Linked DNA regions of Sus scrofa: region 1 is linked to region 2. A link is a contact called in public HiChIP or PLAC-seq data. All regions are on one chromosome and are shown on one strand. The core of a region is the stretch at or near the end of the contact, and the rest is flanking DNA. Distances in the headings are between cores, read along the strand shown.

Region 1 (3,442 bases), core at 738-3,237, 170 kb before region 2:
AGCATATGCAATTAATTTTAATGCTTAAGCACTGATCCCAGGCTAGGGGTCAAATCAGAACTGCCAGCCTACGCCATAGCCACAGCAACTTGGGATCCAAACCACATAAGCTACTTATGTCACAGGCACAGTAACACCATACCCAAGCCACATCTGCGACCTACACCACAGCTCATGGCAACACTGGATCCCTGATCTGTAACCCACTGAGTGAAGTCAGGAGTCAAACCCCTCATCCTCATGGATACTAGTCAGGTTCGTTTCCACAACACCGAATCCTTAACTAGTTGGATTCGTTTCCGCTGCACCACGATGGGAACTCCCCAACAAATAACTTCTTGATTGCTAATGATTTTATTCTATACCAGGTTAATTAAAAAGAAAAGTACTGGGTTATTCTTTTGAAGCGGATTTGACACTCAAAAAATTAAACCCAGGGCAAAATCAAGGCATAAAAATAAAGAGACTAGTACAGAATGAAAACTAACTTAAAACACATAACTATTGCTTACCATAACCAGTTCTTGCCCCCCGAGTTAATTTAAAATATTGGTTGTACTGCATTCTGGACATATTCCTTTCAAACAGACAAAACTATTAAATCTTGACTCAATATTCCTTTCAAACAGACAAAACTATTAAATCTTGACTCAAGAATAATTTTACAGTATAGTTAGGACATTCTGCCCTGATGCAGCCTAAATTAATAACTAGAGAAAGCAGACTTGTAGAAAAACAGAATAATAGACTTTTATATAATACAATGAAACAAAACTCCCATACAAATATGCATTGAGTCTAGTCATCATAATAAAATGAAATGCTATTTCAGGAAATATTTTTTCATAATTTTCAAATCTTGATATTTAAAAAATCTGTGATTAATATGTTCAAACTTTAGGCTTCCAGAAAAATTAAAACATTAAAATGTAAAGCCATCCATTTCAATAATTAAGGAACTTAATTTTAACGCTTAAGCACTTAAAGTATAAAATAGGAATCAGACTAGTTAACACAATCTATTTTTATGTGGCATCTTTGAGAAGAGAAAAAAAATGGAAATACAGAAACAAATGCGAAACAGTATAAAGCAGAAGCAGCTGTGCTAAGACACTCCAGTAGAAGGAGCTGTAGAAATAAAGAATATAATTTTGCAATGGCCGAGAAAGATATGCTGAAAATGAGGTTATCTGTTTGAATCTTTTATATCTGAGTAAAAGGAATAATCATTTATTTAGCCTGCCACAGGCATTTTGGGGCCTCATTTTCTCCATCTGTAAAATGAGATGCTTAGAAGAGGCCTTCGCCAAGGTCCGTGCACTCTGTTCTACAAAGCCTAAGGTGCTATGCTCTGTAATCCTAACAAATACAAGGAAAATACAATGTGGTCTTCCACTCTGGAAGTTATGATTCTTTGGGAGAGATACAAGGCATACGCAATTATCTAGATTTCAAAGTAGAACAAAAACGTGCTAAGACACTTTAAGAGGAATAAATCCCAGGAGAGAGAGAAAAACTGTGCTGAGAGACACGTGACATGTAAAGCTAAAAGGAAAAAAGTGACCCCCCAGGTATTCTAAAAAAAAGACCTTAGGTGTTTTGGGGAAAATGCAAACTCAGAAAATAAAAATGAATAAAAATTTTAAAATATATACTTTGGTTGCTTAAAATTCAGGACACAGGAGTCATGTGCCCAGATAAAATAGGGATTAGATTAGGTTTCTTTTTTTAAAGATCTGAATATACGCATAAGTGAACACAGAGCAGCAAGAGACTGAAACATACACATCATAGAATCAGAACAAATAAAACTTGGAAAACAAGCTACAAGAACAACTGTACCCTTCCAAAACACCCGAAGTGCCCAGTAGCCGTATCTGGACCGACTTTACCTTGTGAAATGTTTGCAGACAGCGTGTCGAAGGCATCGCTTTCTGGGTCAATAAGAGAATCTCCCAGAGTTTCACCCATGACAGCATGGAATAGGGGTTTGCTGTCATTCACACTGATATTTTGTCTATTTCTTGCAAAAGGCCAATCCATTAAAGGGAAAAGATTCCTGGTTGTAGAACTGGTGAAGGCACCAATGAGTCAGGACATCAGTTTCCAAATACTGGAGAGGTGGGAATCAACTCCCACAGGACCAGGGCTGAACTGGCTGGCACACTCCTGTTAGGGGCCAGCTGTGACAAAACGTTGTGTCATAATATTGTTCACTGCTTTGGCAAGACTTGGTACATTACAAGGAATACATTGCCACACTGTCTCGCCAGTGACCCACATGTTCAGTGTCTTGTGAGGGGCACAAGCAGTGCAGTGTTCAGAACTCTCAAAGAGACTGCTCAACATCCACTTGCTTCTTTTTTGTGTCTTTTCAGGGCTGTACCTGCAGCATATGGAAGTTCTAAGGATAGGGGTCGAATCAGAGCTACAGCTGCCAGCCTACACCACAGCCACAGCAATGCTGGATCCTTAACCTACTAAGTGAGACCAAGGATTGAACCCGGATCCTCATGGATACTAGTTGGGTTCTTAACCCACCGAGCCACAGCAGGAACTCACAATTGCTTCTTAATTGAAAAGTTTACATCCCTGAGTTATGAAATAGACAAAGGGAGTGGGATGGACTGAGAGTTTGGGGTTAAGATGCAAACTATTACATTTAAATGGATAAGCAATGAGGTCCTGTTGTACAGCAACTATATCCAATTTCTTAGGATAGAACATGATGGAAGATAATATAAGAATGTATATAGGTGTATGACTGGGTCACTTTGCTGTACAGCAGAAACTGGAACAACATTGTAAATCAACTATAATTTAAAAATTTCTTTAAAAAGAAATACCGGATAAACCAACTTGCACACAGTTTTTTTTTTTTTCTGTCTGCCCATTATCTGATATCTGAAGAAGACTTCTGAATTCAAGCATGTGTTCATAGTTTAAAATTTGCTATCAGCTACTGAAATATTCTGTTCTAAGGTATTTATTCTACTACTTTGTAAAGTATGTAAAAAATGATACTGACAGCTATCTAAATGCCATACAATTAAAGAGTTGAGAGACTGGACATAGAGAGGGCTTGATACAGTTTAGATTTTACATATCAGAGTCTGCTTTCAAAAATTTAATTATGAAGTTTATCCAATTATAGCATATGCAGCAATACTGCATCAGCTGATGCCTGAACATTGGTTAATGTTTAAGCATAAATTCCAGATCATAATGAAAAATGTGGAGTTCTCCCTGACAGGAATAATGCATTACCAGAAAAAAAAAAAAAGGATTTATACTGATAGGTTGGCGAGGAATTGTGGTCAGTTTTGTAATTAGGAAAATGCTGGCTTCTTGCTCAAGGCCTTTGCCCTTTTTGGCAAAGAGAAACACAAGCTGTGCCAGACCTCAATGTGGGAGCAGGTCTCCTCTTGTCACATAAGTGGTC
Region 2 (3,534 bases), core at 160-2,659:
AAGTCCTGCAAGCCTCAGCCTTCACATCTGCCCAAGGAAGAGTCTAGACTGGATGTTTCTGAGATCCCATCTGCTAACACATCAGACTCTATTTTGGTTTGGGTGTTGTATGAAGAACCAAACCTAGACACCAAATCTCATCCTTCTCAGTCAGGCTCAGCTCTTTCAGTTTCCTTCTTTTCCAACATCACCACATTGAAATGAAAAGACATCTTTCATAGGAAATAATGTTGATTCTGATGATAAGTCAGATTCCATGGGAATCCTAAGGGTGACCAGATACAGGGAGTACCTGACCTGAGGATTTCAGTATTTCTGACTGAGGCCAGTTCAGTTTCAAAGGGCCTCGTAGTTCAACCCTACTTTATGGAAAAAACAGTGTGGCTCAGGCAAAAGATTCAAAGCTAGGAGTTCCCATTGTGGCTCAGTGGTTAGCGAACCTGACTAGTATCCATGAGGATGTGGGTTCAATCCCTGGCCTCAATGCTCAGTGGGTTAAGGATCTGGCATTGCCGTGAGATGTGGTGTAGGTCACAGATGCAGCGCAGATCTGACGTTGCTGTGGCGCTGACGTAGGCCAATGGCTACAGCTCTAATCAGACCCCTAGCCAGGGAACCTCCATATGCCGTGGGTGTGGCCTAGAAAAGACAAAAACAAACGAACAAACACAAACTGCAAAGCTACCTGGTGATAGATTCAGTACCCAGCTTCCTACCTTCTGAAGGACTGCTGTGTGGAAACATTCCACAATAATAATCCCATAGGTTTCTTTCTATATGAAGCCTTGGAGCACTATGCTGTATGTCAAACAGTGGACAAGGTTCTAGTCAGATGGCTGCAGGCTCCGTGCTTCTTTGCTTTCTAAGCTGCCCTACCCTCTATAACAAGACTTAGTCTCTTGGCTGAGTGGGGACCTGAGGTAGGGATCAGTGTAGCCTAGGATCTGGAGAGGGCTTTGAGGGCTCGGTTTGCCCTAAGTGATAGGATACCCTGTGCTCTGAGCCCCCGCCAAGAGTGCTGTCCTCAGCTATGTGCAGAGTCTGAGGCTGGGTACGGGAAAGGGAAAGGGTTTCTAAAGCACTGGCTGCTTTCTGGGCTATCTCTCCCCACCCACCAGTGGACAGAGCCAAGACACACATCGCCCCCCCCCCAACTTTCTCTGTCCCATTCCATTACTGTTTGCTGTTGCTTTGGAGCCTCATAAATAGGGCATTGAAAACACTTCCTGCAGCTGAAAGAAGCCCTGAGTAGCTTGTCTCATTCCCAGTGTGCAGCTCCGCAAGGGGTCTGTCCTCCTCTGTCACTGTCTCTTTTGCCTGTTGTAATTCCGTCTGCCTCTCTCTGACTCTGCCTGTCTCCCTCTTTGTGCCTCTCCGAACTCTTGTTCTTTTTGCCTGAATCACAGTCCCTTGTGTCTTTGCCCCTGTTCGCCTTTGTTTTGCTGTGCTATCTTCTGCCCTGAAACCACCCCCTTTCCCAGTGCCATCCCTCTACTTATAGAAAGCTCAGGCAGGAAACACAGGTAGGGGACTCTCTCCTTGCATCCCTCATCTTACTGAACCTGCCCGCCAGGAGGGCCGAGAGCCCGAAGCCCGGATGGCCTACAGCCAAAAGAGGGCGGAGCAAATGGGGCGGGATTGGCCCTAGGTCCACCTCATAAAGCCAGGGGCAAGGGGCGCGACGCGTTCTGGAAGAGCTCTGGAGGGGCTGTTTGGTCCGACCGACCCCACAGGCTCAGTTGGGTCTCTGCAGTGTCATGCCCCGGAGCCCCCGGACCGCGCCGAGCTGGGCGCTGTTGCTGCGGTTGCTGGCACTGCTTCGGCCGCCGGGGCTGAGTGAAGCGTGCAGCTGCGCCCCCGCGCACCCCCAGCAGCACGTCTGCCACTCGGCGCTTGGTGAGTCCCGGGGAGCCTGGAGATCCCAGCTGGGGGTGGTTGTGTGGGATCTATGTGGGCCGGAGCTGGAGACCTTGAGTCTGGAGGGAAAGGGAGGAGCTCAAATCGCCGCACCCGTTGCCGCCTGCAGAGGCTAATGGGTCGGGCGGGGCCGGCACCATAGCAACCTTGCAAGCGCAGAGACAGGCTGACTAGCAAGGGAATAGACTGCCAAGGGCCGCCACAGAGATCCCCTCTAACCTGCCTACTGTAACTATGGGGTGTCATTGAGCAAGCTACTGGGACTATTAGTGATTATTCTGATCTACTGGATGGGGGGAGGGGAAGCCAGAAGTGGGGCGGGAGGTGGGGTCTTTCGTTATAAACACCCCTCTGTGTCCAAACCTATAACTGAGGGTGCCACCATGCCCCCACCCCAACACACACCTTTTGCCCTTTCTCTCCCTCCCTCCGCCTGGAATGCCCTTCCTTGAAACCCTTAAATTCCTAGCAAACTCACGGAGTTTCCATCGTGGCACAGCGGAAACGAATCCAACTAGGAACGATGAGATTTCGGGTTGGATCCCTGGCCTTGCTCAGCGGGTTAAGGATCTGGTATTGCCGTGAGCTGTGGTGTATGTAGGTCCCAGTCGTGGCTCGGATGTGGCGTTGCTGTGGCTCTGGCATAGGTCGACAGCAACAGCTCTGATTAGACCCCTAGCCTGGGAACCTCCATATCCGGAGGGTGCAGCACTAAAAAACAAACAACAACAACAACAAAAATTCCTAGCAAACTCCTATTTATCCTTCAAGATCTTTCTCAGTATCTCTTCTCTGAAGGTTTCCTGCCTCCTTGTTGCTTCCACAGCGCCTCTTAACATTTCTGTGCTCCTTCCATCCTGTGCTGTTGGTCTTTTTTTTTTTTTTTTTTGCCTTTTCTAGGGCCGTTTCCCGAGGCATATGGAGGTTCCCAGGCTAGGGGTCTAATCGGAGCTGAAGCTACTGGCCTATGCCAGAGCCACAGCAACGTGGGATCCAAGCCACGTCTGCAACCTACACCACAGCTCAAGGCAATGCCAGATCCTTAACCCACTGAGCAAGGCCAGAGATCGAACCCACAACCTCATGGTTCCTAGTCAGATTCGTTAACCACTGCACCACAATGGGAACTCCCTGTTGGTCTTTATAAGTGTGTTCTCCACTAGACCAAGAGTTCTGCAGGATGGGGACCCTGTCCTAACCGTGTTTGTGGCTTAGTACCTAGTGTTAGGCCAGGCACAGAGGAAGAACTTAAGGGTTTTGATTAATGCCCAAATGGCAAGAGATGAACTACCTCTATGGAGAGTCAGAATATTTATTAACTCAATAAACATTGACTAATATCAGCTCTGGGCCATCTCTCTCTGAGGCCTCAGGCTCATAAAGCCAGGGGAAAGGGGTGCAACAGGTTCTGGGGGAGCCCTGTGGATGCAACTCACAGGCCCTTCCAGTGGCTCCTCCTGCCTCCTCTGCCTGCCACTCACCTCCACCCCACTGCTCCTGGGGCTGAGGAGAGCTAGACTCCCCAGACCAGCAGGTGAAGTGTAGAGACTGGAGGACCTAATAGGCCTGAGAGGTTTGAAACTTTCAGCAACAGAGGAGTTTCCCTCACTCCCAGCA

The links. HiChIP or PLAC-seq counts read pairs in DNA pulled down with a chosen protein or histone mark.
Region 1: an H3K27ac HiChIP or PLAC-seq map of alveolar macrophages shows a contact between it and region 2. The contact joins the promoter of PPARG here to the promoter of TIMP4 in region 2. A contact is called at or near these places in 2 of 2 datasets of contacts at active chromatin or transcription factors (alveolar macrophages and skeletal muscle).

The regions. Positions count from the first base shown.
Region 1 is chr13:68,362,546-68,365,987 of Sscrofa11.1, reverse strand. PPARG (peroxisome proliferator activated receptor gamma) reads right to left here and starts at 1,987. Exons shown (of 7, transcript NM_214379.1): 1 at 1,893-1,987. The coding sequence starts at 1,971.
Region 2 is chr13:68,189,074-68,192,607 of Sscrofa11.1, reverse strand. TIMP4 (metalloproteinase inhibitor 4) reads left to right here and starts at 1,409. Exons shown (of 5, transcript XM_021069344.1): 1 at 1,409-1,896. The coding sequence starts at 1,758. The region is part of intron 6 of SYN2 (synapsin-2); the gene reads right to left.